Regions from separate parts of the Mus musculus genome. Here regions 2, 3, 4, 5, 6 and 7 are each linked to region 1. A link is a contact called in public ChIA-PET and HiChIP or PLAC-seq data. All regions are on one chromosome and are shown on one strand. Each heading gives the region's core, a stretch centred on a gene start, on an enhancer-like site or on the middle of the called end of the contact. The rest is flanking DNA. Distances are from core to core; before and after follow the strand shown. Region 1 has its middle 42 kb from the start of Wee1. Region 2 overlaps Tmem9b (TMEM9 domain family, member B). Region 3 overlaps Sbf2 (SET binding factor 2). Region 4 overlaps Sbf2 (SET binding factor 2). Region 5 overlaps Scube2 (signal peptide, CUB domain, EGF-like 2). Region 6 overlaps Sbf2 (SET binding factor 2). Region 7 has its middle 31 kb from the start of Gm21123.

Region 1 (3,966 bases), core at 177-2,676:
AAGAACAGTAAGTGCTTTAATCACTGAGCCATTTGTTCCGAGCCCTGGACCCACAAACTAAACTTAAGAACTCTTTGGTAATCAGAAAAACTACTGGACTTCCTTCCAAAAACACTGCACGTCTGCCTAAAAGTTGAAACAGCTCACCCAGTTTCATGAATAACCCTGGATCCTAAAATGTTCTACTTGAGTCAACCCCCAGGTTAAGGACCCCTGGTAGGCTTGAATAAACACATCTTATAACACATGCTGCCTTCAAAGCCTGTTTACAGACGGTGATAAATAAGAAAATAAATAAATAGGAATTCATTGAAAAGAACTACTGCCTTCAAAGACTAGTTAAGTCTGTTTACTAGAGGTGGTATACCTGGGCAGGGTTGGGAAAGGTGATTAGTGAGTCCTTTAGTCCAACAAGCAGTATCCTAGATCCGGGGCTCAAGAGCTTCAAGGCCAGAGAGACAATGGGACTTTGAGGGATTTGTTCTGAAACAGGATTCACTGTAACTCAGGATAGCCTCAGATTCTCTATGTAGCAGAGGCTGGTCTTGACGTTTTGTTTCACCAAACGCTGCAACCACCGTCAAGCTTACCTGTCTCTAAATTGTGGTCTTGGATTGATTCTGACTGAATTTCCCAGACGCGGGTTGTCAGGGCATGATCAAGGGAAACCCAGGCCACAGGTGCAGTCCCTGGGTCACCCAGGAAGAGCTTGCGGAATGTCCTGTCTGTGAGTGCCCTCTGCTGGGAACGCTCGGTCCCGCTACGGGACTGCGGCTGCGCACTGGCACCACGGGGCGGCGCAGACTTCTTGGGTGTAGTGCATAACCCAGCGGACTGCCTAGCCTCGGTAACTCCAGTAATGCTCTCTAATATTGTTCATCGTGCCTTCCCTCCGACCCCTCAGACCCTCTGCTTCTCATCATGACTTTGACCACCAAACCGTACTCTAGGCTCCTAAGGCTAGTCGTAGAAACATCGGAGCACCCGTTGCATATATGAAACATGTTTCTCACGACTGAACCGAGTGTTTCGATTATAATTCCAAGGCAGAAAAGGATGCAGGCACGTCGCGGCAAAGAGAAAATGGACACCTGGGTGGTGAGGAAAAAACGGGAGCGCCCAGAGTCTAGCTCCGCACAGCGACCTCACAGTGTTAAGTGCCCGGTACCCTGGATTTAGCAGGGCCAGCCCACTCTGCAGCAAAATTAAGCAAAGCCAATTCCTCCCTGTGTTGGAGAGTTGGCACCAGTGACGCTCTAGACTTGAGCAAAAGGACGCCTGCTAAAGCGTTGATCAGGGTTGGGGCCCTTGCCTAGCAAGCATGGGGCTCTGGGTTCCTAAGAAAACTGAGCCCAGGATGTGAGCCACGTGGTGGCTTTTGTCCGGTCTTCCCGGGACCACGGGCGCCAGCAGGGGGCGAGACGTTCCTTTTAACCCCGCTCAATTGAAGTTAAAAATAGAAGCTGAGTTCAACTGAAAAGCATGAGACAGCAAACGTAGAGAAACTTGATCAGGCCGATATGAAGTAACATTTCCAAATACGGCAGTAAGGGCATGAGACAGAGCAAACGTGGAGAAACTTGATCAGGTCGATATGAAGTAACATTTCCAAATACCTCAGTAAGGTAAGCAGCTTCGGCAGGAGCGCTGCTCTAGGAAGTGAATGAAAACTTCGAGGTGTAAAAAATGTTAAGTTCCAAGTCAGACATCAAATGAACTTTCAGGGATTAAAATGGTAAATGTTTTAAAGACAAAGACACGCAATATCAATTAGAGTAAACGTTTTATCTGTGGATAAATATTGGAATTCTCCAGCTTTAAATAACAAAATATTACAAGGGAATTCAAAACCATGAACACTAAACAGAGTTTTAAAAAGTAATAATAATAGCCTGAGAAAAACTGTCTCCAACAAAATTCAAGCTGAGAGTATCTCAAATGAATAAAACTTTATACAGAAAAACAAACCAGAACTGGGTGGTAGTAGCACGTGCCCTTACAGTCAGCACTTGGGAGTCAGTCACCTTTCTGAGTTCGAGGCCACCCTGTTCTACAGAGTAAGTTCCAGGACAGCCAGGACTACACAGAGAAACCCTGTGTAAAACAAAACAAACAAACAAAAAAAAACTCACAACCAAACAACCCCCCCCCCGCCAGCCTCCTACATAAAACAGATATATTGGTGATAGCCTGTAATCTAGCACCTCAAAATCAGAGAATGTGAGTTTGAGGCTAGCCTGAACTGCACAACAAGACTCTGTCTCAAAAGAAAACAAACAACAAACAAAAACAAAAAAGAAAAAAAAAAACGCTAACAAATCTAATAAGATGGGTGGGTAGCACCGCCCATCTGAGAGGTAGGGCAGGTAATTAGGAGTTCAAAACTGCCACTTTTTCTCCCCTCCTGTATTTTTATTTATGTGTATATGTGTACACCATGTGCATGCAGTGCCCACCAAAGGCAGGAGAGGGCGTTAGAGTCCTCTGAGACCAGAGTTACAGATGGTTGTGCGTTACCAAGTGAGCCCTGGGAATTGAACCTGGGTCATAGGGAAAACTGAGCCGCCAGTGCTCTTAGCAACTGAATCAGCTCTCTAGCCCCTAACGATATGATAATTTTAAAAACAGACTCTTGAGCTATATAGGCCAGAATAGGGCACTGGATTCCCTGGAACTGGAGTTGCAAACAGTTGTTAACTGAGTGTTCTTAACTACTTAGCTTAATTGAAAAGTGGCAGCAGGAAGATCAGGGGTTTAAGATCAGGCACAGCTACAACTACAGTGTGTTCCCAGTCAGCCATCCCTAGCTACACAGGAAATTGCCTGGGGGGATGGGTTATAATGCTTAAGAGTCTGGTGTAGGTCTGCAGCACAACAAATAAACAAAACAAAGTGGAAAAGCAAAGCAAACAAACAAAAACCTGCTGCCCTCCAGCTGACCAGAGTCACCTGAGAAGAGAAAACTTCAGTTGAGAGATTGCAGGTCTGTGGACACTTTCTTTATTTGAAACAGGGTTTCACTATGTAGCCCTAGCTGGCCTGGAACTTGCTGTGGAGACCAGACTGGCCTAGAACTCATGCGATTTGATCCATAAGAGAAGGCTGAGAGAAAGCTCAGAACAGTGCTAGATGAGACATGCTACTAGCATCTGGTTAGGCAGGGTAGGGGGTAATCGATAAGATGAGATCTGAACTAAGAGACAAAGGAAATGAGCAACAGGTCTACTTCAACCTGAGGGAGGAAACAGAAAGGAACAGAAAATATTAAAATAGCCCTGAGGCGAGAGTGCGCGCCCAGCAGAGCACCCACGGATTCTGTGTGAACTGAGCATACAATAGTACTTTGAAAAACAATCATAAATTCATTAGGCTAAACTGATATAGTCAAATATCTAATTTTACCTTAATAAATTTAATATAAACAACCTCAGAAGGAGGTGACTTTGTAAAAGTGTCACTTCACCCAACTCTCTTCCAAAGCTAGAGTCAGACACTAAGTATTAAGATTTCATCCTTCAGGAGCCGGGCGTGGTGGTGCACGCCTTTAATCCCAGCACTCGGGAGGCAGAGGCAGGCGGATTTCTGAGTTCGAGGCCAGCCTGGTCTACAAAGTGAGCTCCAGGACAGCCAGAGCTATAAAGAGAAACCCTGTCTCAAAAAAACAAACAAACAAACAAAAACAAAAAAACAAACAAACAAAAAAACATTTCATCCTTCTACAGTGTACTTTAAATAAAAAATAAATAAATCTTAAAAGGGGGGAGGGGCTGGAGAAATGGCTCAGCGGTTAACAGAACTGACTGCTCTTCCAGAGGTCCTGAGTTCAATTCCCAGAAACCACATGGTGGCTCACAAATACCCGTAATGAGACCTGATGCCCTCTTTTGGTGTGTCTGAAGACAGCTACAGTGTACTTTAAATAAAAATAAATACAAACAAAGATTTTATCCTTAACCCAGGCAGTGG
Region 2 (4,139 bases), core at 1,106-3,605, 420 kb after region 1:
CAGAGTGGTAAATTGGCTTGTGAAGAGATGGCTGGACAGTTTTCCAAAGCGGTGGCAGCATGTGAGGGTTCCGCCTTTCCCTGCCTTTGCCAGAGTGTGTTCTGTATTATTACAGCCAACTGAGGGGATGTCAAGTGGCAGCACATGATGTAATACCCCAAATCACTGTCCTGACAGCCGTTTCTGCTGACCTCCATCAATCTGAAGGGATGCTCTCTTGAAACCCGCTGGAATCATCATTCAGCTAGGATTCCTGTGGGTGGTTTCCGCAGTGATGCGGAATGCAGAATGCTGTGCTCAGCTGAAGAGGAAAACAACGGTGCAGGCCACAGTGGCGAATGATGGGGTGGTGGGGACCCACAAAAAGACCCAGAGGCACCACTTTGTTCCCTCTTTTCCTGCCTTGGTGGATTCAGGTTGCCTCTTCTGCTGGGCTCTGGCTGTACACAACCCTGTGCTCCAAGTAGATGTGTCAGGCTTCCCAAGATGTCACTGTTACTGAACAAACTTTGCTATCTTGCCTTGCACTGAGGTGTGTCATCTTTTCTTTATCCTTTAGGTTACCATTATAATTTATCTCTCTATTTTGGGCCTTCTGCTTCTGTACATGGTATATCTTACCTTAGTTGAGCCCATCCTGAAGAGGCGCCTCTTTGGACACTCCCAGCTGTTGCAGAGCGATGATGACGTTGGGGTAAGTTCTGGTGCTGCGGTAGCTGCTCATTGCCAGCCTCTGCCCTCATATGGTGTGGTGGAAATGGTCGTAGGTAGATCTTTCCATGAGACTGCAGGTCCTCACTTAGACACTGATGCATGTTCTAACTAGTGTGTATCTCTCGATGAAGAAATTGTTCTAGCAAGCTGTAGATGTAGTTATTTCAACTGGTGGTCCTTGGTGAGGATTTATCCAGGAGCCTTCGCTGTTCATGCGCAGGAAAACATCCGGGGTAGGCTTTTTCCTCAGGCCCCTGCAAAACATTTTGCCTCTATCACCTGATACTTTTGAAGGCAAGCGGTGGCTCATGCCTTTGGTTCCAACACTTGGGATGTCATGGCTGGTAGATCTCTGTAAATTGGATGCAAGCTTGGTCTATATAGTGAGAGCCAGGAAAACCAGTGCTAAACAGTAAGACCGTATCTCCAAAAACACAAAAGAAAAAAAGGCAAGCATTTCCATTGAAAGGGGAAGATGAAGGCCATGACATTCTTGTCTTACTCCTGTACAGGTAACCTACTGTTCTGTATGTTCTTTCATCGTTTTGCTTAAAGAAGAAGCAATGGTACTTTTCTTTAACTTTAGAAAAAAAATGTAGCCATCACTCTAGAGATTCTCCTATAATTAAAACATGTTTGCCCATAGATTGTTATTCCCAGTGTGTAAACTGTGTGATGGTTTCCTTTTGGCTTTAACATTACTTCATTAAAAGTGTTCATTAAAAGGGAGCTAGGAAGACAGCTTGGTGGATAAAGCACTTCTTGTGTAATGTGAGGACCAGAGTTTGGATCCTTGGGGCTCACAGAAACGCTGTGTGGACAAAGTGGCCTGCCTGTAACTCCAGCAAGCAGAAGGTGGAGACAGAGTATCCAAGAGCCAGCTGCCTAGCTATACTGACCACACAAGGGAGCACTGTTAACTGATAGACCTGCCTCAGTAAGGCAGAGAGCAGGAGAGGAAGACCCCAGATGTCAACTTCAGGCCTTCAGACACAGGTGTTCATACATGTGCATATGCACTGACCCATGTGTGTACACATACATGTAAACAGACATGCATGCATATGTACATGCCACACACAGAGAAACACGTAAAAAAATGTCTAGGAATTGACACAATCTATAAGCTTGTTAAGTATAGTTTAGAGAATTGATTATTAATCCTATCAATGTCATATGTAGAATATTTCCAAATATTCCATTATCATATATAATTACTATTTAGAATGATTTTTTTCTTTTCATTTTATTTACTACATTCCTAAAAGTGGATAAAACCCAGTGTAATTTCAAGAGTCAAGTGCAAAGCCAAGCCTGGAGTAAACTTGCTAACCACCATCAAAAGTATTTTTAGTGCAGGAAATCCTAGGTGTTCAGGAGGCAGAGGCAGGAGGATCACAAGGTCAAGGGAAGCTAGAGGAGCTTAGCGAGCCCTTGACTCAATAAAACATTGCGGCTGGGGATAGGGACTTGTAACCCTAGTACTCTCGAGGCTAAGACAGGAGACTCACAAGTCTGAGGGTAGCTTCATCTACATGAAGAAACTCAACAACAATAGAAACCACACCAAAAAGAAAGGAAAGGAAAGAGAAACATTTTATTTAATTCACATATTTCCTGTTATTTGATTCGCAGTGTCTACAGTGTAACCACTAAGGGTAGCACTAGCACCTCCTGCAGAGCCTGGGATTGGGGCATCTACAGGCTCCACACCTAGCTTTTCTAAAACTTGCAGATAGTTTTAAAGACCATCAGGAGGAGGTGTGGGGATGGCTTAGTAGATAAAGTACTTGGTATGCAAGCATAAAGACCAGAGTTTGAATCTCAAAGTCCATGTAAAAGCTGGGTACAGTAGCACCTGTCTGCCTGAAACCCCAGTGCTCCTACAAAATGGGAGGCAGAGGCAGAAGATTTCTCAGAAACGCAGGGCCCGCTTGCCTCATGCATGCAGCGGTGAGCAATCAAAGGCCCTGCCTCCAGCAAGGTTGATACCTGAAGCTGTTCTCTGACCTCCATACAGCTGCCTTGGCCTTCCCATGGACCTATACTCCCCCCTCCCCAGCACACACACACACAAGCACATAATACACATCATACATACACAAAACAATCATTTTAATTAAGAACAATTGATTTCAGAAATATATTGGTAGGCTGAGAGAAAGGTGAGTCTGGAGATCTGATGTAATAAAACAAATTAAAATTTAAAAACAAAACTAAGCACAGACAGGCAGGATGTTGTGGTATGTATGTGTAACCCCAAAATTTAGGAGGTAGAAGCAGGATGATTAAAAGTTAAAGATCATTCTTGGTCACATAGGGCGCTCAGTGACAGCCTGGGCAACTTGAGAACCTGTCTCAGTACAAAATAAATTCAAACAAACAAACAAGACCCCAAAGGGCTTAAGAGATAGCTTAGTGGTTAAGAACACACATTGTTCTTTCAGAGGATCTGAGTTTCAATCCCAGTCCCTCCATCAGATGGCTCACAACTGCCTGTCACTCCAGCTCCAGGGGCTCTGGTGCCTCTGGCCTCCAGTCTCGGTAGGCACATGCACACACATACAACATAATTAACAATAATAAATCTTAAACACAGGACACACATAAATCAGATAGTAGGATTAATGCCTAGAGAACTTGTATAGCAAAGCAGTAGAATCTCAAATATTGTTTCCATGGTAATTTCCATTTATATGTTCTCAACCCTGACTGTATAGATACTAGGGTTAAATTATCCTTTGTTGTGGAGAAACCTTGCCTTTAAGAAACCTGGCAGGAGGACAAAATCACTACCAGTTGAGAACTACTGGCATAAAATGTCTATCAAAGGCCTCACAGTGTTCTGTTCCTAGCACAAAGGTTTATGCTTTCTTTAATACATCCTTACAGCATTAGTTACCTTCTGCTCCCTCAGACAAAATGTTAGTGTAATACACGCAAAATGTAAGCTGGTGCAGAAATACATAGGTGTAAACATGGAGGACAGACGACATTAACTGATGGGCTTGTATGCTTAGTAACCACTTGGCCCATCGGTGATTAATTCTGCCTACACATTGACCATTGGAGACACTGTCACTAAGAGCCCCAGCTGACTCTGATATTTGTCAGACTGATTCTAGGCAGAGAAAGGCTTTCCAACCAAAGCTGTGAGTTTAACTGAACAAACAGAAGTCAAATTTCACTTCCTATTAACTGCTTAACTCACATGGGAGTTCTTTTGGGGTTCATTTTTAAGGCATTTAAATTCTTTCCCATTTTTTTTTTACATTTTAGGGCAGGTAAAAGAGTACACTTAGCCAAGAGGTTCCCTTTAGACAATGGTAGTATTTGTCCTATCATATATCAGGACACGTAGTCTCTGTTATCTAAACATTCTGCTAAAGCATGCTTTGTATTCGTTGTAATTTTATCAGGTGTAA
Region 3 (4,058 bases), core at 1,354-3,853, 280 kb before region 1:
ATTCATGTTTTGATCATATCCCCTCCCCAACCCACCCTGCCCATCCAATTTTGTGTTCTTTAAAATTAATTAATTAATTAATTAGTTAAAGACCAATTTGTGCTGCCCAAATAATCTTGGATGTTCGGTCTTCCACTAGAGGATGGTGGACTTAGCAGGGCTACACTTAACAGAGAAAACTGTCTCTTTCTCAGCAGCTAACAGTTGCCAGTAGCTTCATAGCTAGAAGTAGAATTGAATGCAACGATTTAGTCTGACTTGGGCTTGCTCAGCCCACTGCTGTGAACTCAAAAGTGCACTTCACTCTGATTGCACTAGAACTTAGTGTATATACCAGGCCAGCCATGAATTCATAGAACCCACATCTGCCTCCTTAATACTAGGCTTAAAAGCTGACACACCATATCAGGCCTACTTGATAATTTCTAAATATAAATATTTAAATTCAGACTTAAAAAGAAACATCACAGAGTTGGAGCGTAAGGAGGTGGGGTAGATCTGAGAGAAATTATAGTAACCGTGAAAGAAAGATATTGTATCAAATTCAAAGAATTAATAAAAATATTTTTTAAAAAGAAGTCACAAATCTGGGGTGGAGTAGGGTGGTGAGGGTATATTCGGGAGGAGTTGGAGAGGAGTCAGGGTAAATATGATCAAATGCATGGTATGAAATTCTCAAAAAAATAATAAATATATTTTTATGGTTCAGAGTGCACAGAAATAAAGGGAAATGTGTTCATATTGTGTAAAAATAACATACATGAATTTTTAAAAATTATTTCCAGTTACCCGTATATCCCCATTCTTCCGGCTCAGCTCCTAGAAGTTTTGAGTTCTCCAACTCCGTTCATTATTGGCGTACACTCCATCTTTAAAACTGATGTCCATGAGCTTGTAAGTACCCAGATGTCTAGATCTTGAGTCTTTTGTTTCAGTCTTGCAAGGTTTCCACATCATTATTATTTTCAAATAAGGTGCATTTCCCATAGAAAAGAAAGACTAGAAGGAAAACAACTGTAAGCAATCTAAATATATTTAATTTTGCAAGTATGGGAGTTTAAAGAAGAAATTATGTATTCATTTATATATTTATTTATGAATAAGATGACTCAGTGGGTAAAAATGCTTAGTTGAGTTTATTGAATTTTTTGTAATTCCAACACTCCTGCTAGAAACAGAGGAATCAGCTTGAAGGTTACAGGTCAGCCAGGCTGATGTGAACAGAAGCAGAAGAGAAACCCTGCTTCAAACAAAGTAGAAAGCCAGAATCAGCTCCCGAAAGTTATCTTCTGACATCCGCATGTATATCACGGCCTCTGTCTGTCTGTCTGTCTGTCTCTCTCTCTGCCTCTGTCTCTCTCTGTCTCTCTGTCTCTCTGTCTCTCTCTCTCTCTCTCTCTCTCACACACACACACACACACACACAAACTAACTAATTAATCAACCAACCAATAAAACAAAAAGCAGAGTTTTTCTATGTGGCCTAGGCTAACTTAAAGGTCCTGAGCTCACAACAGTCCATCCACTTCAGCCTCTGAGTATGTCCTGGCATGGGCTACCGTGTCTCACTTTTAAACAACCTTTGTGTACCAGATCAGATTTATTACCATATTTCTCATATGAGAAATTCTGTATTTCTGTAGATCAGTGGTTGTTAACCTTCCTAATGCTATGACCAATTAATACAGTTCCTCATGTTGTGGTGACCCCAACTATAAAATTATTTTTGGCTACTTCATAACTGTAATGTTGCTACTGTTATGAATTGTAATGTAAATACCTATGTATTTTGATGGTCTTAGGTGAGCCCTGTGAAAGGGTTGATCTACCTCTAAGGGATTGTCACAACCTACAGGGTGAGAACAGCTGCTATAGGTGATAATAAATGATTAATAATCCATTGTTTTATTCATACTTTTCTTACTAGCGCTTAACTTATTAGTATTTTAAAATGAGATCTGCCAATATAGAATGCCTGAAAACTAACAGGAATAAAATAGTTTGCAAATAGTTTAAATTCAGTAAAACTCAAGTTCATTTTGAGCTCCCACCAAATTTCTAGTCCATGTGACATTAGAGACGTTAAAGCTAGTTCAAGAATAATTTGTTTACGGATATCATGCTTCTACTGGTACTATAAAAGTGTGCATCAGAAAACTTCAGAATCAAAAGTTTAGGAAACTACTGTTCTCTGAGGAAATTGTCTCAGGTAATAATTTAATACTATTTAATAACTAAATGTTAATAGTTACAGACTAGCATAGGGAGGAAGGAGAAGGTGGTTGTTTGGAGATATATAAACTAAAAACTAACATCAGTGGGTGTAGTATACAGAAACAAATTCCACTGGGTATATTGTCAGATTTAAGATCTGTCAGCTAATGGAGTGGGTGGGGTTCTTGGTGTGAGATGAGGGGTTGTGTTCTGAAGCTCTGTGCCTCAAGTGCAGGGAGCACACCACGTGGCACTTTTCATGGAGTATAAGAAAAGTTCTTTACCAAAAGAATTTTGTTGCATGATATCTGTAATCCACAAGACTTTGTAAGGCTGCTGCTTTTCTAAACGTTAGCAAAAAGGAAGCTTCAGTGTGGCTCACATAGCAACTGCAGCTGGAACCACATCAGAGATGTCATTGACACGATTGAGTGATCAAAGAAGACCCCTGCACATATACCAATCTGTTCTCCTAACATTGTGTTTCAGATCTATCTAGTTCTTTTTAACTCCAGTATCATCATGTTAAAATATATAAGCTAATAAGCATGTTTATTAAAAAGTAGGCCCCATACAATTTGTAAATTATTTTAGTAGTACTAAAGATAGAGATAGGACAAACCAAATGTTGACAGTTGTAGGGTTCTTCACATTTTAATAAAAAGATAAGAATGAATTATAATCACATTACCAAAATCTTCCGTTATTTATGTAAGTTATTTTTAGATATGACCTTTTAGAATGCTACAAATCAGGTTTGGGGTGTTTGTTTTTGTCTTGGTTTTTGAGACAGAATCTAATGTATCACAGGTTTATCACAAACTTGTACTCCTTACATAGCTAAGAATGGCCTTGAACTCATCCTTCTGCCTCCCAAGTACTAGAATTAAAGATGTACATCACCACTCCCAAGCTAGGCTTTACATCTAAACAGTAATTGTTTAATACATATGGCTTTGTGTTTTGATTCATATGGAATGCAAATGCACTAGCTCAGTTAACATGGAATTTTACCATTAATACGCAGCACCTTGTAGAAATTCCTCAATGTGTCGGCGTCGTTTGCTCCATGGCATCCTTTACCATCCAGGCCTCCTTCCTTATGTTTTCTCTATTACAGTCCCCTCAGGTAGTGTCATCATCGGGATGACTAATGCTAGGCCGCTGCCAGTTCATAGTTCCTTCCTATGGAAAGACAGAAGAAGACATAGAAGAGCCTTACAGCTCTCCTCTTCTGAAGCACAGGAGTGCCCATATCATTTTTTCGTCTTCCACTCTTGTACAATACCCAAATTCCAAGGAAGTTGGGACATGTTGTGTAATTAAGAACTCTTACTATGAACCTCTTTCTCAATTTGGTTTTTCTCAGTTTGCGTTAATTAAGGACAATTTGCTTTAAAACAAATGTATTTTATGAATTGTGGTTAATTTTAAAATTCTTTTTTAGTTAGATGTAATCATAGCAGATTTGGATGGAGGCACTATTAAAATTCCTGAATGCATTCACCTCTCATCCCTCCCGGAGCCTCTTCTTCATCAGACTCAATCAGCACTTTCTCTGGTATGACTCTTTGTTCATGGTAATTCTTCTTGATTTAACCTGAAATTAAGATAACTGGAATTTAAAAAAAAAAAAAACATTGTCTATAACTCTGTGTGTGTGTGTGTGTTTCTGTGTATACATGTTTACACATAGACACTCACACATTATGTTGAGAAGTGCTGTCTCTGTGTAGGTTTGGCACTATTGTGTAGACCAGGCTGACTTGGTCTCACCTGCCTCTGCCCTTCAGGTGTTTTGATTAAAGTTATGTACCACTATACCCCATTAGAGTGTAATTATT
Region 4 (4,131 bases), core at 256-2,755, 360 kb before region 1:
TTCAGGAATCTGGCTCTCCTCTTTAGACTCTTTAGCGGACAGCCTGAAGAATTCCCTGATGCCTTTTTGCCGCTTGGGAGTTGGGCGCACACAGACTGGGTTCCCTCCTGCATACTTATTTTCAGCTTTTCTCGACGAACTTGAAGAACTGGTGACAAAGGTGGAGGAGCCAGGCACCTTCCTAGGGGCTTGAGAAGCCAGCGCTTTTCTGTAGGCTCCTGGGACGTAGTTCACACAGGAAGAGACAACTTTCACCGACACCCCAACTGCCGATGTCTCAATTAGAGAAGAACCGTGGCCATTAATTATAAATATACTCACTGCAAAAGACAAGGGGAAGAGGTATGCTCAGTCTTTGTCATATAACGTTTAGAAAACATCGCAAATCAGAGAATTAGGCAGAGACCACAGATTTATGTAGTTAAGTATATTATTAATGCAGCCACTTTAATTTTGAGCCTAGGATTTCCCTCTTAAGTATGTAACATTATTCCCTTATGACAGTACATCCCTGACCATTGCAGAGTATCTGCTGGCAGGATATGAACTTGAAAGAGCTGGTTGTTCTTTTTTTAGTAGCCTTTGCCCCCCTGCAGATGTGACTTTAACAGAGGAAGGGGTATTTGCGTGTGTGCGTGCATGTGTGCATGTGTGCGTGCATGTGTGCATGTGTGCGTGCGTGTGCGTGTGTGTGTGTGTCTTGCCCCCAGGAGTAGCAGAAATAAAAAACAGTCATTTGTTAAAGTAATTTAAATATAGAACTTGTATAACTGCTTAAAAGTTTAATGGCTTGGGAAGCCAGGGCAGGAGAATTGTGAGTTTAAAATCATTCTGAGCAGTTACAAAACCACCTTTAAAAAATTTATTATTTCTATCCTAGAAATTAAAAATAACCTGTTCAACCATCATTTCAGACTTTATAGGAAACAGACTTTTAGTTTTGTTAAACCTGGAAGATGAAGATTGATGGTAATTGTTTTACCGGATGGCATTCGTCACTGGATGCATGGTCTGGTCTAAGCAACTACTTCCTATAGAGTGGGAAGCAGTTTTGTAAGTACTTTCTTCTAAAGCACAGATCAGAAACATACATTTTCTGATTACATTTCAAGGTTTGATATTAAACCAGAACTTAGTTTCATTGTGCTAAAATCTTTTAAAGATTAGTATTTTGTTGAAGAATTTGAGTCCTGTCCTGCCTACTGCTTGACTTACGTATGCATGTTGTTGTTGTTGTTATACTTGAGTCCCTATTGTAATCTGGAATGCAAAAAGAACTTCCAGGAAGGACATAAATCTTACTTTAAAAATGTACAAGTAGGAATAGAGTCATCAGTCAGTGACTAAGGATAGCTGAATTCAGTTTACTGATGTTAAAATTGTCTAATGTCCTGTGCTTCAGTGTAACTAACATTTGGCATTCAGTATCTGTAACTGTGTTGAAGTGAAAGGAAAGGTGAATTCTAACAATGAGTCAGAGCAGCAATTGAAAGAGGCTTTGTTTGTTTCTTTAACTTGTTTTGTAATAAGATCAGTTGTTTCAGTGAATAGCAGTTGTAGAGGAACTGCACGTTGCACATTGCTTTTCAAGATGAAAATTCTTCTCATTCATCATGAATTCCAGAAAGAGGACTTTTGACCAGAAGTATTATATTCCTTCCTTCCTTCCCTTTTTTTGTTTGTTAGTTTAAACTAAATACTTTTCATTCTTTAGACATTCTGTAGCATCACAGCTTCCCTTTCATCCTGAGAGGAGTCCTGGTGTGTGGTTATTGTTAGGGCAAGCTGTCTTGTAAGGCTGTTTCACCAAGTTCAAATAGATCTTTGTAGTTCTGTCTAAGAGGTAGGTCACCAGTCCTTGTCCACTCTTCCCCTCTCAATAATCTTGAATTGCTTGTCAATACTGTGAAAACAAAACTCTCCCCAACTGAGCTTTGAACTTACTGTACTGCTTTGTCACTCTGAAAGTTTGAGGATTTTATTTAATTTCTCTTAAGATTGAGTTTCCTGTCTTTAAAGCCTCCCTTCCCTCCTCTGCTGCCCTTCCCCTGCCCCTCCCATCTAGTCTCTCCTCCTTTACCATCACCTCTCCAATCCTTTTCATTCTTTCATGCAGTATATTGAACCTACGGCCTCTTGTCAGCCAGCTAGCTTTTTCTCATTAAGCTATACTCAAGCCCTAAAAACTCCGCCACTTGTAATTCAGTTTCTCTCCTCTGATGGAGAAAAGATGGACACCTTCTACATTCCTAAGGCTTTTAAAATCTATTAGGGAAAAGTAATTGTTTAGAAAGGGATAGGTGCATGCCATTGTGTAACTGTGTGATAGTGTCTCTGCTCTGCTAAGAACTCAAAACCTATGTGAGTGAATTAAGTCTGAAGGCTGGTTAGGATTTTTTCCACTATGGAGACACAGACACTGGTAGTGAGCAGACCAAAGCAAAGTAGTAGGAAAGATGGAAACTTGCTCAAAGAGGCAAGAGCTGACTGGGTCAGGGAGCTCAGGCAGGGACTAGGGGGTAGTTGGGATGGAAATTGCCATTTTCTAAATTTATGAAGCCAGATAGTGGAGGCCTTAAAGTTGTGAGGTATCTGTATTTGAAGTAGGAGGCAATAAGAAACAATTGTAATTAAAAAAATATTTATTTATTTTATGTGAATACACTGTTGCTATCTTCAGACACACCAGAAGAGGATATCGGACCCCATTACAGATGGTTGTGAGCCACCACGTGGTTGCTGGGGATTGAACTCAGGACCTCTGGAAGAGCAGTCAGTGCTCTTAACCGCTGAGCCATCTCTCCAGCCTGAAACCATTGTAATTTATTTGCTTGTTTTCTTAAAAGAAGACTGGGTTCAACTATGATACCCTTGAACTACTGTTCCTCTTGTCTCTACTTTCCAACTGCTAAGATTATAGGCATGTATTATACCCAGACCATTATAGATTCTTACACAAGAAAGTAACACACCGTGTTGAAACTTTTTGGGGATAAATCTGGAAAATACTGTTTTGGTTTTTTTAAAATTGATTTGTAATCATCTCCTGGCATTGTTAATCAGTAACCAGTTATTAAAGATTTCATACTTTCTACTGTATTTATCTGCCTTACATAGTATATGGCCATCTACTTTATATGTGTAGTAGTATTTTTTGTTTGAGTCTGTTTAATACATTTTTTATATTATAAAATATAAATTATTTTAGATATAAATTATAAAATATATACTGTATAATATAATAATTATTTTCTGTGTGACTGTAATGTATTTTTAACAAATATAAATATTTTTAATCAAAGTTATGTTCAAATGAATATTTTGTATGTAGTTGTGTTTGCTGTGATGTATTGTTGTCTACCTAATGTCAGTTTGTTTATCATAAATTGGAAAAAAAGTGTGACTGTAGAAATATCAGAGTGAAAAATATGTCTTAGAATCAAAGCTACATGGTATGTTTGTAAATAACTTCAACAGCATCAGGGTCTAGAACAGCCGGAGTCTCAGTTAACATTACTTGTGAATAGATGAAGCAATAAGAAAGGTAGGAAGAGTGTTAGGCTTTAATACTTGAAATTAGCCAAAAACAACAAGAGTAGTTGCTAAGAGAAAATCAAATCTGTGTATTCCTAATAATCATTTAGTGAAATGTAGTTTTTTTCTAAATTTCATTTCATTCATTTATTTGTTTGTTTGTGCGTGTGTGCGTGTGTGTATGTGTGTTTGTGTGTAACGGTGACTTGATAGTTTCTTACCTCAGATCGTATGTCTTAAACTGGGGTATAAACCATGCTTATCCCGCCCCCCGCCCCAAGTCCCAGAGTAATTGTAAAAAACAAGTGAAAGACACTGTATTTTAAGTTGACTTAAAGGATTATATAAATTTGTATTTCTCAAATGCATTTTTCCATTATTTCTTCTGCTATGTTTTGAATGTGTACTCTGAAGTCCTGAGGACCCAGACCCTCTGGAATGAATTGGCTCTGTTATCAAGGGAGGCTCTGTGGGTGTGGACATGGGCCCACTTTCTGTCTGTCCTACCCCTTTGCTCCTGTACTTTGCCATGCACCTTTGTGAGAAGTGTTGCTTCTAGTTCTTAATCCTTTGCCTTTGAGAAGTAAATTTCTCAAG
Region 5 (3,776 bases), core at 836-3,335, 310 kb after region 1:
CTTGCCTGTAAGATCTGAAGCTTGAAACCAGATAACAGACATTTAAATGTGAGTTTTCTGGTTACAGATACACCCAGGAGTCAGTGATAGGCACATGAGATATTAAACTAGAGACTTTTTTTCTTTTTTTTAAAAATCACCTTTCTTCTTGAGCCTTTGTGATCTCTGAACTTCTCTGAAAGTTTTCGCCTTGGCTCTGGTTGTCGGCACTTGTTCCTTGTTGCTCATCAGTTGACCACTTAGTGAACTGTCCATTGCTCTGCCCACCACTATTTCATACTATTATATTATAAGACAGAAATCTACATCTGCCAGGAGTGCGCAGTCTGATGGGGACCCACAGAGTATTGAGAAGTCAGGCCAGACAGTGGCCCGGGGCAGCTGTGCCAGGGTCTCAGGCTATTGTGGAAGGACGGTTCCCTTAGGGGTGGGTTGCAGTAACAGGTCTGAGGAACCTCACTTCCTGCCTTTCTGACTGTGCCTTCCCAGGTTCTGGGAGCTCCTGCTGACTTCTCTGCATCTTCCCTGCCCCGTCGCGGACAGGATTCTCCCCTTGCCTTGCACCTTTCTGCTCCTGTTCTCCTCGTTCCCCGATTCTTTGGCCCTCCTGTCTTCTGCAACCGGTGTTCAAAGCTGGGCTCATGCCACGCCACAGTGTTCTCTATCCCTCTGCTCCCTCATGCCCGCTGGGCCCTGCTCAGTCTGTTAGGATATCTCTTTCTACACTGAGAGCAAAACTGAGTCTTCATTCCTGTTTCTGAGACCAGCATCAGTCTTAGTCTTCCTCATGTTTCTTTCTAGAAAGCCTCCTTCCTGTCCTCTAAGGAGCCTTGGAACAGTGACATCCCTGCGGCATCTTGTTTACCCAGCAGTTTTCTATGCCTGCCTCTCCAGCTCCTTCCAATCTGCTTGTCTCTGCCCACAGCCCTAGCTTGGCTGTTTTGGGTACAGACAGAGAGAAAGCCAGGTTTCAGGCTTTGCTTTTTTTTTTTTGGTCTGCCCTACCGCTGTCTTAGATTCCTCCAAAGAAGGGGCCTTGACTTCTTCACCCACCACAGTGAAACAGGAGCTCCTTCGCCTCCTATTTAAGACCCAGAAGCATTGGGGCCTTAATCTATCTTCCTGAATGTATCTCCTGTGACTTCCCTCCACGTCTCCCAGGCTCTAGCCAAATGGGATGACTCACCGCTATCCAATACACTCCGAGCTTCCCCGCCTCTGTGCTAGGGGAGGGCTCTGGCCCTTTAGCCTGGAATCGCTCTCCTCCAGGTTTGTAACGGCAGGATCCCAAGGCCCATCTCTTATCAGCTTTCCCCATAGGGCACAGTGTTGATAGCACACAATCACATGCTACCTACCTTCTTTCTTCTGCCCCACCCTTCTCTTATCTTAGAATCCATTGTACATTGTCTTTGTCTCTCCTGAAGGCCTTCTCGGGAAGCTAAGCATTATCTCACCCATCTGGCACTGTGCTTTAGAAATTGAAGGTGTTCATTGGCTTCTGTGTTTGTTCCCTGAGCTTGACTAGGTGAGCCCTAGACCCATGGACCCATGGGGGCTGGGTGAACCAACCACAGGCTCCTTTGGCTCTGGCTTGGAGAGTTTCTGTGATACAGGGACAAGAGGAACCTTGTCTCCGCTTAGCAGGAGCCACTGAGCCTCCTGGCTGGGTTGGACTTTGGAAATAGCCATGAAAGACAATCTCTCTCTCTCTCTCTCTCTCTCTCTCTCTCTCTCTCTCTCTCTCTCCAGATATGGACGAATGCTTGGAGAACAATGGTGGCTGCCAGCACATCTGCACCAACGTTATTGGGAGCTATGAATGTCGCTGCAAAGAAGGTTTCTTTCTAAGTGACAATCAGCACACTTGCATTCACCGCTCAGAAGGTATCTTAGTCTGGCTGAGGGCGGTGGTGGTGGTGGTGGTGGTGGTGGTGGTGGTGGTGGTGGGGCGGAGTCTCATCAGAGTTCCCACCCCTTCACATATGAGAAGACTTTATCCTGGAAGCAGAGTGTCTAGAAAGTCTTAGAAGATGGAGACAAGTCCACAATGTGCTGCTAGAGAGACTCGGCAAGCTCTGTTACCTTTCATGGTTGTCACCTAGCAACGTGGCAGGCAGGCTTCGGGATCTCTGCGGTCCCTGCAAACTTTCACACCCTCTGATCCTAATCTCTAAATAGAGAACATTTCAAACCTCAGTACATGGTTCCAGAGAAATAAGGTATGTGATTTGCCAAGTTTTTCAAAAAGATGCTGAAAACCGCAGTACCAGTGCAAGCAAGCCCTATGCCCTGGGCTGGGGATGCGGGCCGGGGCGGGAGCTGGATCCTCCCTCCCTATCGGACTAGCCTCCTTACAGTCTCAAGACACTTCTGGCCCTTCCCTGAGTTTTGCATTTCTTGGGCTCTGTGCTTCTAGGGTTCTGTGGGGGTTGTGGGCAGGAGAAAACACTCTCTCTGGACTCCCCCCCCCCACCCCCATGCTCTCTCCCACTCAGCCATTACCGCGCTTCTGAAGGCCTTCCTCTCATAATCTTTGCTTTGAGTTTGTCTTTTTTTGAGTTTATGTCTTTTATTTCTACTATTTTTAAATTTCTACAGCTTTGTGGGAGTCTTTGGAGGGAGGGGCATCAAGCACAAGTGGCCAATCGGTTGGTTTTTTTACCGAATGTCATCTTTTTATTTCTCTGCTTTTTCTTAAGCCAAATAGGCTTATCTTAGTGGCTGTGTCTCCTTGGTGTTGCCTCCTCCTGTCTTTAGATTTAAGAGCCCAAATATTAGACAGTTCACTCATCTTAGCATATGATGCGTATGATTCCCATATCTTAAGAGTGAAGTCACTTTAAGTTCTTCCATTATCAATCACAGACTTATAAATTTATTATTTGCCATGGCCTTAGTGGACATTTCAAGTGTTTCTTCATGGAAGATGATTTTACTTTTATTTTCCAAGAATGGTGGATTCAGCTACACTTGACAGAATGCCTTGGTGCTGGGGAGCAGTGTATTTGATAGCTGTTGTTCCCATCTGTTCACTCTCAATGCTCACCGGGGTGGGGGGAGTCACAAACACTGGTTCTGATTTCTTATCTCATGTTAGGTGTGACCCTTGAATAGTAGTGGTGGCTTTTTCTTCCTGCCGGGATCTCAAGATTCTGGTGGCATTGGATGAAGTTTCACATGATAGACCTAGAGAAGGGACTCATTAAGGAGTCAGGCAGAGGGTGACCTGACTCAGGGCTCTCTCCTGTCAGTCTGCTTCCAGGACGTCACTCTGGCTTTCTCCTCTGGTGGCTGTGGGGGGAGGAAGGACCTACTGGTAAAGCCATTGCCTCTGCACCCCCACGTAGGCTCTGCCCACCAGCAGCGGCCTGGGCTTCTGGTCTCTTACTTAGCCTGTGTTCCAGACCCCTGGCTCAGCTCTCCTCTCCCCTCCTACAGGTTTCTTAGAGCAGAGGTAAATACGAGTTCTTTCTGTGAGCTGTATTAGAATTCTAACTCTTCCACAATTCAGACATTCTTGGATCCCCTGATGGGTACTTAACGTGAATATAAATGTCTGGAACTAAAACCCAAATCCAAGAATTGTTATTGTGGTCTGGAAGTGCTGTGATCTTCTGTCGAATTTCAGTTTGACTACTAGGCAAATTCCAGCAGGTTACAGCAGTTTGCAATGGCAACCCACTTCCACCATAGAACTTGAATTCTTCAACCAAATGACTTCTACATTCCTAAGGACTTCTTCCTTCATGTGTACTGTAGCCTCTTGGAGATTG
Region 6 (3,767 bases), core at 748-3,247, 390 kb before region 1:
TAACCACTGTGCTCTCTCTAGTCCCTGAATTGATTCTTTCCTCATTAGCATGGTTTAGAAATGTCCATTAGGACAAAACATGTTGAACAGAAACAGGTTGAGAATGTTGTTTTCTTACTGTAGCTGAGGTAATGATGACTTTTAAGCTCACCCTGTAATAAAGAACCATGCTTTGGTAGTGGGTAGAAAGGAGAGGTTTACATTTTGACTTTGAAAATGGGGAAGGATGTGAGTAACCAAGGACAGTAACTTCTTGGAGTGCCCCTTGCATTTCTTCCTCTTCTGTCCCATATGCTTCCTCAAGTGGTCTTACTATTTGAATAACCAGGCATTTGTACTACAAATGTTTTAGACTGTTTGAGCATCCCTTTTAGTGTTGACTAAAAGGGGAAATTTTGGGGTCTTGATCAAATTTCCTCTGAATTTATGTCTTTGTTCACATGAAAATATAGATGTATAGATTGCTGCCTTTTTGCAGTGTGAATGATGAAACCTTCACAAGTTTCTAGAGCAACATATATTGGTAGGCCAAAGAGATTGTGGATTGGGGTAGAGAGTTTGCTAGGACCAAGAAGGATACTTTTATATTTTATAAATCAAGGGGACAGATAAATATGTGATACATCTGGTATTTTTTTCTAGCAGTAAGGGAGAGACAAATTGATTTTACTATTTAGTAAATGGATTGTGTGTGTGTGTATGTGTGTGTGTGTGAGAGAGAGAGAGAGAGAGAGAGACAGACAGAGAGAGAGACAGAGAGAGAGACAGAGAGAGAGACAGAGAGGGAGGGTGGGGGAGGGTGGGGGAGGGAGGGAGAGAAACTCAAAGAAAAGTTGAAGTGTCAGTACAATGGCAGATGGAGGTGTATACTACTGATTTAGTGGAATGGAGGCCACCACCCAAGACCTTTCTATGTGACTTCTTGGCTGAGTCTTGCCATAGCATTTCAGAACTTTGGAGAGCAGTTAATACTTGAGGAATGTTGAATGTGTTGCATGTGTATGCCTCAGTGCTCATGTGGAGGTCAGAGGGCAACTTTTCAGGAGGAAGTTCTCTCCTATTCTGATCTGGAGGCAGGGTTTCCCTTCTTGTGGCTGCAGCCCTGCATACTCCAAGCCTTTTAGCACTTGACCTTCCTGCTGTTTCTCCTATCTCAGTCTCCAGTTCACAGTCATAGAAAATTGTGCTGTAATTGTAAGTGTATGCTACCACATCTGGCTTTTTATCTAGGTGCTAGGGATCAAATTCAGATCATCAGGTTCACACGGTGTGCACTTTACCCACTGAGCCAGCCCCACAACCCCACTGGTTTCTTATTCTTTAACATTTTTTTATACTTAAGAGTAACTTTGATTTGTTAGTGCCTGTACTTACAAAGTAAATTTAACTTACAAATATTGAAGTTCATTTTAAAAACTGAATAAACTTCTGTTAATCTTTGATAAAAGTGTTAAACTATTAATTATTGCCTTATGCTATCCTTACATAAATTAGATATATGATTCTGTACATGAACAGCAGTAACTTGTGTTGCAGAATATTTGATCTCATTGTGAACCCTGAAATTGTGTTATTTACTGGAAAACCCTGTTTCTAATTGTGGTGTGACTCTGCCCTTAGCACACACCTTTAATCCCTCTGGCTGGAATAGAGACACACCCATAGTACATACCTTTAATCCCCAACAATGAAGGTAAAGTTAGTTTGTAGGAGGAAGCTCCCATGTTTGAAAGTGATGTCTAATTGAGTGGCAGACAAAGTGACAAATCAGAGAAAATTTTGACAGAATAGGATATGCCCCACTTCCATGAGAAGAGGGAGGAAAGAGAGTCTACTTCAGAGTAGAAAGAAAGAAAGGAGGTGGCAGCTTTCCTGGGACAATTGTACAGAGACAGATTGCAGAGAGAAAACAAGCCAGACACAGGTGAAGACAGAATGAGAAGGAACCAGAAGTTAGAACAGATTGCTAGAGTTAATGTGAATGAGTCAGCAGAAGCTGAGAGAAGTTAGACTGAATCATTATTCAGTTTGTAGAGGAGTAGAGACAGAACCAGCCAGCCAGAGCTCAGAAAGAATTAGAAAGGGTGAGCTTATTCAGCAGTAAGTCTCAGAGGCTGAAAACATGCTAGGCCTAGATTAGATTGTACAGAGGCAGGAAGGTTCCCGGACTAGGCCTAGGTTGGCAGACTGAGGCAGTAAGCTTTGGAAATGACAATAACTTCAGGTGAATAAAAGTTAAATTTTCACAAACTTGTGTAACTGATATACTGTATGATTGTAACTCTTAATAGTAAAAAGAAAGATATATGTCAAAAGTAGTCTATCTCCGTTTCTAAGTTTGTTTGTCCAGGGTGATAGTCCCTTTCCTGATGATACATATGAAAAAACCTTCATAGCATTTCTAAGTTAGAGTGACATTGAGCATGTAGCTTTAAGGCTACTATCTAGCAGTTATAAATACTTGGAGAAACTCATGAAAACTAGATGATTGGTGCTAGTGTATTAATTTACAAACAAGTAAGGTGAGGCTTAGGAAGTGTACATAATTTTAACAAAGTCTATCAGGTAGGATGCAACAAAGCTAGTATTTAATGCCAGTCTTGTTAATTACTTTCAGTCGAGGCATAGTGTTTTGGAAGTGACATTTTTAAACTATGGTAGTATTTGTGTTCTAGTGGAAATGCTGGATCTGAAAGATAACTGGTCGAGAAGAAAAGGAGGTTTATTTAACTCATAGCTTTGGAAATTGAAAGTCCAAACAGAGTAGTACAGGCTCTGTAGTATGGAGTGCTATGGTGGACATACATGCAGGAGCAAGCAGTAGGCACAGAGGGAATCAGAGATACTTTGGAGAAATTAATTCAGTTATTAAAATTATTCCCCAGAGGGAATCAGAGATACTGGGTAATCTGTTTTTTTCTAACGACTCCTTCATAAGAACTACAAGGGGGTCTTCCGGGAAATACATCTTTCCTCCATTGACCTTTATAAACACTGTCCTGCCCTACTGTGAAAGTCTTACTCACAGCCACCTTCCAGACAAGGTCTTACTCACAGTGAACCCTGGGGGACAGCTGGATTATATCCAAAACATAGCTCTTGCTATTGAATAGATACCAGCTTCTTACCTTATTTAAGGACAAATATAGGATCAGAGCACATTATTTAATTTTTTTTGTTGCTATCTCTACTTCTCATATAGCACATACATGATATACTTAAATTCTAAATGAAAGATTGCATGTTCAACCTGAATGCTAAACTTTCATAATTTCCAAATGGTTTTATACATTTACTCACTATTAATTAAATTTCTGATGTAGAGGATGCTGAATTTATTCTTTCCATTTTTTTCATAAAGAATTTGTCTTCTGTGTAGAGATGATGAGTTTTAATTTGGATAGATTTAAAAATAAAAAATATGAAAATAAGCTAAACCGAACATAATAACTGCTTTTCCAGTTCTGGGATATTTTTGTCTTTTCTTGTGCTTTTTAGGTATGCACAAAGCCACAGACAGTCATATAAATAAAGTTGAAAGTTAAATTTAGTGACTGTATTTCAAAGAACATTAGAGAATTGTTTTTTCAGAGGAATTCTATGGCTAACAATCTATTTAAAATTATAGGGACAAATATTTTTATTGGCTGGGTCTTGAGCATCAGAAAAATAGCATTGTTTTGGCACTAGCTCCCTTTTAAGATGCCTTGCTTGTGAATTGAATCTTTTTATATTGTAATTTAGAAAATTCACTATAATAGTTACAG
Region 7 (4,144 bases), core at 122-2,621, 500 kb before region 1:
AACAGATTATGATCTGGAAGTGCAAGCTGAAATAAACCTGTCTCTTCCCTATGATGCTTGTGGTCAGAGTGTTTTATTACCGTAACAAAAGAAAACTAGGCCAGGGCCATTTGAAAAAGTCAGCTCTATAATTCATGTCAACAACTAACCTAATTTTGCAAAGTAAAAAGTTCAGGTTCTTAGAATCAAGTTGTCAGATCATCCTCATTCCAAATTCAGGTTTGGTTTGTTTATTTGCTTTTTGTTTTTCTTATGGCTGAAACTGGAACACAGCCAGTATAGTGTTTGCCCAGAACAGAGTCCTGGATTCAACCCACAGCAGGAAAAACATTGGGTATAGGTTCGTTCACACCTGTAATCCCAGCACTTGGGAAGTAGAAGCAGGAAGGTTAGGAGTTCATGGGTTGCCTTTAAAAATCAAAAATCAAAACAAATCGAGGAGCATGGTGGGGTATGCCTTTAATGCCAAACTCAGGAGGTAGAGGTAGGCATATCCCTGTGAATTCAAGGCCAGCCTGGTCTACCAAACAAGTTCCAAGCCAACCAAGGCTAGACTGTGAGACCCTGCTTCAAGAAGAAGGAAATCAAAGGTTTTTTAATCTAATATGCATGGACATTTTGGTTTGGATGGTGAATATGTGCATAAAATATATTTCATGCTAAAAGTGTAAAGTCTAATGCAGAGCTCCAGAGCTTCCTTTTGTAACGCCAACCATAACTGTATAAAAACAGTTCATTACGTTTATAGACTCGAGTATGGTTAATTTTGATATGTCATGCTTTTATTTACTCATGATTTTTAATAATAAAGAATAGTATTCCTACAGGAAGCACTTCTTTAGACGCTTCCTCTTTTAGGAGACAAAACAGCTTACAAGTTATAAATAAAAGGGTTATTTTGTTTCACTTTCTCCATCAAGGGGATCCAAAAATCTTATTTTTAATTTATACAACTTTTAACCGGAGCGGGGTGGGGGGAGGAATATGTGCAAGTTCACGCAGGTGTCTGGAGAGAGGTCTAGAAACCGACATTAAACCCCTTGAAGCTGGAGTTACAGGCAGTTATGGCCTTCTGACATGGAAGCTAGGAACTGAACAGAGATCCCCAGCAAAAGCAACACAGCACAGGCTCTAAACCACTGAGCCATCTCTCTAGATCCAAATCCAAATATCTTCAGGTCCAGTCTTACTCACCTACACTTTGTTCCATGTGCTTTCTTTCTGGACAGAGAAAAGTGGGGTTCTGTGGACATCATAATGCAAACAACACCAGTAGAAAGTAGATCCTAGCTACTCTCTGTCTGCTGGCTCCTGCTGTCATGCCAGACCATACTTGATCTGAAAGGAAGTGTCACAGATCACAAAAACACACGGTGAGCAGACTGGCCAAGTATGCAGCCAACTGCTCCCGTTCAGCTGGAGGCTAAAGCAGACAAACAATAGAGCCACTTTCAAAGTGAACTTCCGTTTCCAGGATGAGAAGGAAACACTGGGACATAAGCTCTTAGGAGACACCTGTGGTGAGCAGGCAGCTGTGCCAAGGAGTGTAAAGAATTAGGAAAGAGAGGACTCGGGAGTCATCACATGGACTTGTCTGTCTCCTAAGCTTTTGGCCTTGGGTCCTCTTGTGCCTGGCTTTGTGCTAAGACGCAGGCAAATAACTCTGAGTAAGTCAGAGGCTCCTGCCTGCCTGAGCCTTACATTGCATTCCTCTGATTCAAACCAATTGGACATCCTAATTAAAACATCTATGACAACACCTAGGACTTGTGTGCCACTGAGGACAGTGGACTCTGAACCGGCTGTCATTTCCTCGGTTTACTAATAGTAATGTCTGGAAGACCAGGGACACCTAGTGTGACCCCTCCAGACCTCTGGTCCTCAAGTCATTTTACCCTGGAACGGCTATGCCTTTGAGGCTCAGCCATTGTCAACAGGCAGTGACACAAAGCACCTGCCATTTTTGGCAAAGACCAACTGAGCAAATGCATAACTCAGAAGCCTGTTACAGTTTCTGAAAAAAAACAATTACATCAGCAATTACTCAGGAGTCTCCCAAGCAGGCTAAAGAGTGCTGTCTTTACTGTGTGCGTGCATGCGTGTGTGTGTGTGTGTGTGTGTGTGTGTGTGTGTGTGTGTGTGTGTGACGGCTGTGCTCTGGTCTCATGTAATGTGACAGAACTAACAAAGAGCGAGCAAAGTGGTACAAACATCTCCACAGTGCTTTCCTAGGCTACCCAACACAGTCCTCAGGAAATGGTGTAGCGTGTATTTGGTTGTTTGAGACAGAGTTTCTCTGTGTAGCCCTAGCTGTCCTGGGATTTGGACTGTAGACCAGGCTAGCCTCAAACTCACAGAGATTCATCTGCCTCTGCCTCCTGAGTGCTGGGATTAAAGTTTTGTGCCACCACTATCCAGCAGAATATACTTTTTAACCCTTTAAGCACTACAGAAAGTATATATATATACATACGTATATAATATATTTCACCTTATTTAGCCGTTCCACAAAGTATACATATTCAAATACATCGTGTTGTACATAATAAAGACAGTCTGCTCTCCATGCCCACATGTTTCATATATTCAAAGTCAACTGAATACAGATGGGAAATACTGAGGGAAGACAACAAACAAACAAAAAAATTGGCGTGGTGGCTCATATCTGTAACCCCAGCTTGGGACGCTGGGGGTGGGGGTGGGGTTGAAGGCAGCCAGGGTTTCACAGTGAGTTCAAGTGAGAAGAGATTGGGCTTAGCAGGATCTGCCTCCCCAAGAAAACAAAGAAAAAAGAAAAGAAGGGAGGGAGGGAGGGAGGGAGGGAGGGAGGGAGGGAGGGAAGGAAGAACAAATGGAGGAAAGAAAGAAAAATTTTAACTTCATGTATACTGAATATGTACAGACAATCTTGGTTTTATTCCCTAAGCAGTAGAGTCTAGCAACTACCTGTGTAATATTTACACCTAACGATGTCTTCAAATTAAAAGTCCATAAAAGGTTGTTTTACACAAGTGCTAAAGCATTTTATGTAAAAGGCTGGGATATGTTTGAAGAGGCCATGATGAAACCCATTACATTTTATGCCTAAACATTTAGTAAATAAAGAGGTCAGGGCCATCCAAAGATTTACATCTGTCTGGGAGAATCTTGACCTAAACTCCTGTGGATACCAAGAGGAAGTTGTATATTCAAAATTATTTCTCAGTTAAGTAAATCAGAAAAATTGTTAATCCCCTGTCTCCATTCATTGCCTTCTCGCCCCCTTCCTTCTCCAGTCTTTCTAACTTTCCTGCAGCAGAGTCTCCTACACACACCCACAGCTTCACCCCCACCTCTCTCTGCTTCTGTGTGGACGTAGCCTCCTTTTTAAAATCATACTTTACTGGGGCTGGAGACACTGCTCAGCAGTTCAGAGCACAAATTGCTCTAGAAAAGGATCCAAGTTAGTTCCTAGAACCCATTTTGGATGGCTACACACTCTGTAAGCTCCGGGAGCTATGGGTGTCTTCTCGGGACACCACAGACATCTGCACTCATGTGCACAAACTCACAAACATACGCACACATAATTTAAAACTACATAAATATTTTTACATTGTTGTGGGCTGACTTGGTGCTGCTATGTATTCAGATGCTAAATACTGGCCCTCAAGATCTGGTGGCCGTCCAGACAAGCACATTCTCACGTACCCCAATGATGTTTGCTTTGTTTCTGACTGGTTAAATAAATGGCTGACAGCCAATTACTGGGGAGAGTAGAGGTAGACAGGGCTTTAGCTCCTTGTAGGGACCACAAGGCGGGGGGGGGGGGGGGGGAGGGAGGGGAGAGAGAATGGCCTGATGAGGTAAATCAGCAGAGACAGGACAACTATTGGCAAGTAACTTGGGGAACATAGCTGGGAAATAGCCAATCTAGCATAGAAATGAAGTTTAGGGGTAAATTGCCCAGTAATTGTGCTAACGCTGATTAAATAAATCGATAGGACTCTGATTATTGCGGGGCTAGCCAGGTCACAATAACAACTAAGAGAGTTATTACATATCCAACAATGTTATATTGCATTTTATTTATTTTGTGTGCATGGCAGGTCAGAGGATGAGCTGAGAGACTGGGCTCTCTCCTCCAACCATGTGGGTCACAGGG

Evidence for each region. HiChIP or PLAC-seq counts read pairs in DNA pulled down with a chosen protein or histone mark. ChIA-PET counts read pairs in DNA pulled down with a chosen protein or histone mark.
Region 2: a contact with region 1 is called in an RNA polymerase II ChIA-PET map of memory CD8 T cells, with 12 read pairs. The contact joins two enhancer-like sites. A contact is called at or near these places in 2 of 484 Hi-C or Micro-C datasets (the G1E-ER4 cell line and embryonic stem cells) and 2 of 115 datasets of contacts at active chromatin or transcription factors (bone marrow-derived macrophages and memory CD8 T cells).
Region 3: an H3K27ac HiChIP or PLAC-seq map of T-cell acute lymphoblastic leukemia shows a contact between it and region 1, with 4 times the contacts expected there. The contact joins two enhancer-like sites. A contact is called at or near these places in 3 of 15 datasets of contacts at CTCF or cohesin (CD8 T cells, large pre-B cells and pro-B cells), 58 of 484 Hi-C or Micro-C datasets (the 63-12 cell line, the AML12 cell line, B cells and 38 more), 19 of 115 datasets of contacts at active chromatin or transcription factors (the 230-238 cell line, the HPC-7 cell line, the SCID.adh cell line and 12 more) and 6 of 9 other capture datasets (adipose tissue, bone marrow-derived macrophages, embryonic stem cells and 3 more).
Region 4: a CTCF HiChIP or PLAC-seq map of the NIH/3T3 cell line shows a contact between it and region 1, with 6 read pairs. The contact joins two enhancer-like sites. A contact is called at or near these places in 1 of 15 datasets of contacts at CTCF or cohesin (the NIH/3T3 cell line), 2 of 484 Hi-C or Micro-C datasets (B cells and CD4 T cells), 5 of 115 datasets of contacts at active chromatin or transcription factors (cardiomyocytes, epiblast stem cells, fibro-adipogenic progenitors and 2 more) and 1 of 9 other capture datasets (embryonic stem cells).
Region 5: a contact with region 1 is called in an H3K27ac HiChIP or PLAC-seq map of extraembryonic endoderm stem cells. The contact joins two enhancer-like sites. A contact is called at or near these places in 1 of 115 datasets of contacts at active chromatin or transcription factors (extraembryonic endoderm stem cells) and 2 of 9 other capture datasets (adipose tissue and liver).
Region 6: an H3K4me3 HiChIP or PLAC-seq map of bone marrow-derived macrophages shows a contact between it and region 1, with 4 times the contacts expected there. The contact joins two enhancer-like sites. A contact is called at or near these places in 2 of 15 datasets of contacts at CTCF or cohesin (CD8 T cells and large pre-B cells), 7 of 484 Hi-C or Micro-C datasets (B cells, the P5424 cell line, cerebellum and 4 more), 10 of 115 datasets of contacts at active chromatin or transcription factors (acute myeloid leukemia, astrocytes, bone marrow-derived dendritic cells and 6 more) and 2 of 9 other capture datasets (embryonic stem cells and embryonic trunk).
Region 7: an H3K4me3 HiChIP or PLAC-seq map of bone marrow-derived macrophages shows a contact between it and region 1, with 5 times the contacts expected there. The contact joins two enhancer-like sites. A contact is called at or near these places in 1 of 15 datasets of contacts at CTCF or cohesin (large pre-B cells), 2 of 484 Hi-C or Micro-C datasets (bone marrow-derived macrophages and common lymphoid progenitors), 15 of 115 datasets of contacts at active chromatin or transcription factors (T-cell acute lymphoblastic leukemia, bone marrow-derived macrophages, cardiomyocytes and 8 more) and 1 of 9 other capture datasets (embryonic stem cells).

What each region holds. Positions count from the first base shown.
Region 1 is chr7:110,161,756-110,165,721 of GRCm38.p6, reverse strand. No RefSeq gene overlaps it. Among named protein-coding and RNA genes, the nearest start is that of Wee1, 42 kb to the right of the region's middle. RefSeq lists an enhancer at 1-2,913. Within about 2 kb of position 1,426, at least 301 of the 459 cell types and tissues checked have an H3K27ac peak or open chromatin away from gene starts, as enhancers often do. A contact at or near this core is called in the NIH/3T3 cell line, the P5424 cell line, T-cell acute lymphoblastic leukemia and 3 more, where this site is marked.
Region 2 is chr7:109,740,102-109,744,240 of GRCm38.p6, reverse strand. Tmem9b (TMEM9 domain family, member B) reads left to right here. Exons shown (of 5, transcript NM_020050.1): 4 at 560-694. Among named protein-coding and RNA genes, the nearest start is that of Tmem9b, 10 kb to the left of the region's middle. Within about 2 kb of position 2,355, at least 31 of the 459 cell types and tissues checked have an H3K27ac peak or open chromatin away from gene starts, as enhancers often do. A contact at or near this core is called in memory CD8 T cells, where this site is marked.
Region 3 is chr7:110,446,731-110,450,788 of GRCm38.p6, reverse strand. Sbf2 (SET binding factor 2) reads left to right here. Exons shown (of 41, transcript NM_177324.2): 8 at 786-894; 9 at 3,662-3,775. Among named protein-coding and RNA genes, the nearest start is that of Gm46027, 160 kb to the left of the region's middle. Within about 2 kb of position 2,603, at least 2 of the 459 cell types and tissues checked have an H3K27ac peak or open chromatin away from gene starts, as enhancers often do. A contact at or near this core is called in the P5424 cell line and T-cell acute lymphoblastic leukemia, where this site is marked.
Region 4 is chr7:110,522,910-110,527,040 of GRCm38.p6, reverse strand. All of the region lies in intron 2 of Sbf2 (SET binding factor 2), which reads left to right. It also overlaps the pseudogene Gm10087. Among named protein-coding and RNA genes, the nearest start is that of Gm46027, 81 kb to the left of the region's middle. Within about 2 kb of position 1,505, at least 25 of the 459 cell types and tissues checked have an H3K27ac peak or open chromatin away from gene starts, as enhancers often do. A contact at or near this core is called in the NIH/3T3 cell line, where this site is marked.
Region 5 is chr7:109,850,545-109,854,320 of GRCm38.p6, reverse strand. It overlaps Scube2 (signal peptide, CUB domain, EGF-like 2), which reads left to right. Exons shown (of 22, transcript NM_020052.2): 4 at 1,753-1,887. Among named protein-coding and RNA genes, the nearest start is that of Scube2, 13 kb to the left of the region's middle. Within about 2 kb of position 2,085, at least 87 of the 459 cell types and tissues checked have an H3K27ac peak or open chromatin away from gene starts, as enhancers often do. A contact at or near this core is called in extraembryonic endoderm stem cells, where this site is marked.
Region 6 is chr7:110,553,676-110,557,442 of GRCm38.p6, reverse strand. The region is part of intron 2 of Sbf2 (SET binding factor 2); the gene reads left to right. Among named protein-coding and RNA genes, the nearest start is that of Gm46027, 50 kb to the left of the region's middle. Within about 2 kb of position 1,997, at least 19 of the 459 cell types and tissues checked have an H3K27ac peak or open chromatin away from gene starts, as enhancers often do. A contact at or near this core is called in bone marrow-derived macrophages, where this site is marked.
Region 7 is chr7:110,666,293-110,670,436 of GRCm38.p6, reverse strand. No RefSeq gene overlaps it. Among named protein-coding and RNA genes, the nearest start is that of Gm21123, 31 kb to the left of the region's middle. Within about 2 kb of position 1,371, at least 43 of the 459 cell types and tissues checked have an H3K27ac peak or open chromatin away from gene starts, as enhancers often do. A contact at or near this core is called in bone marrow-derived macrophages, where this site is marked.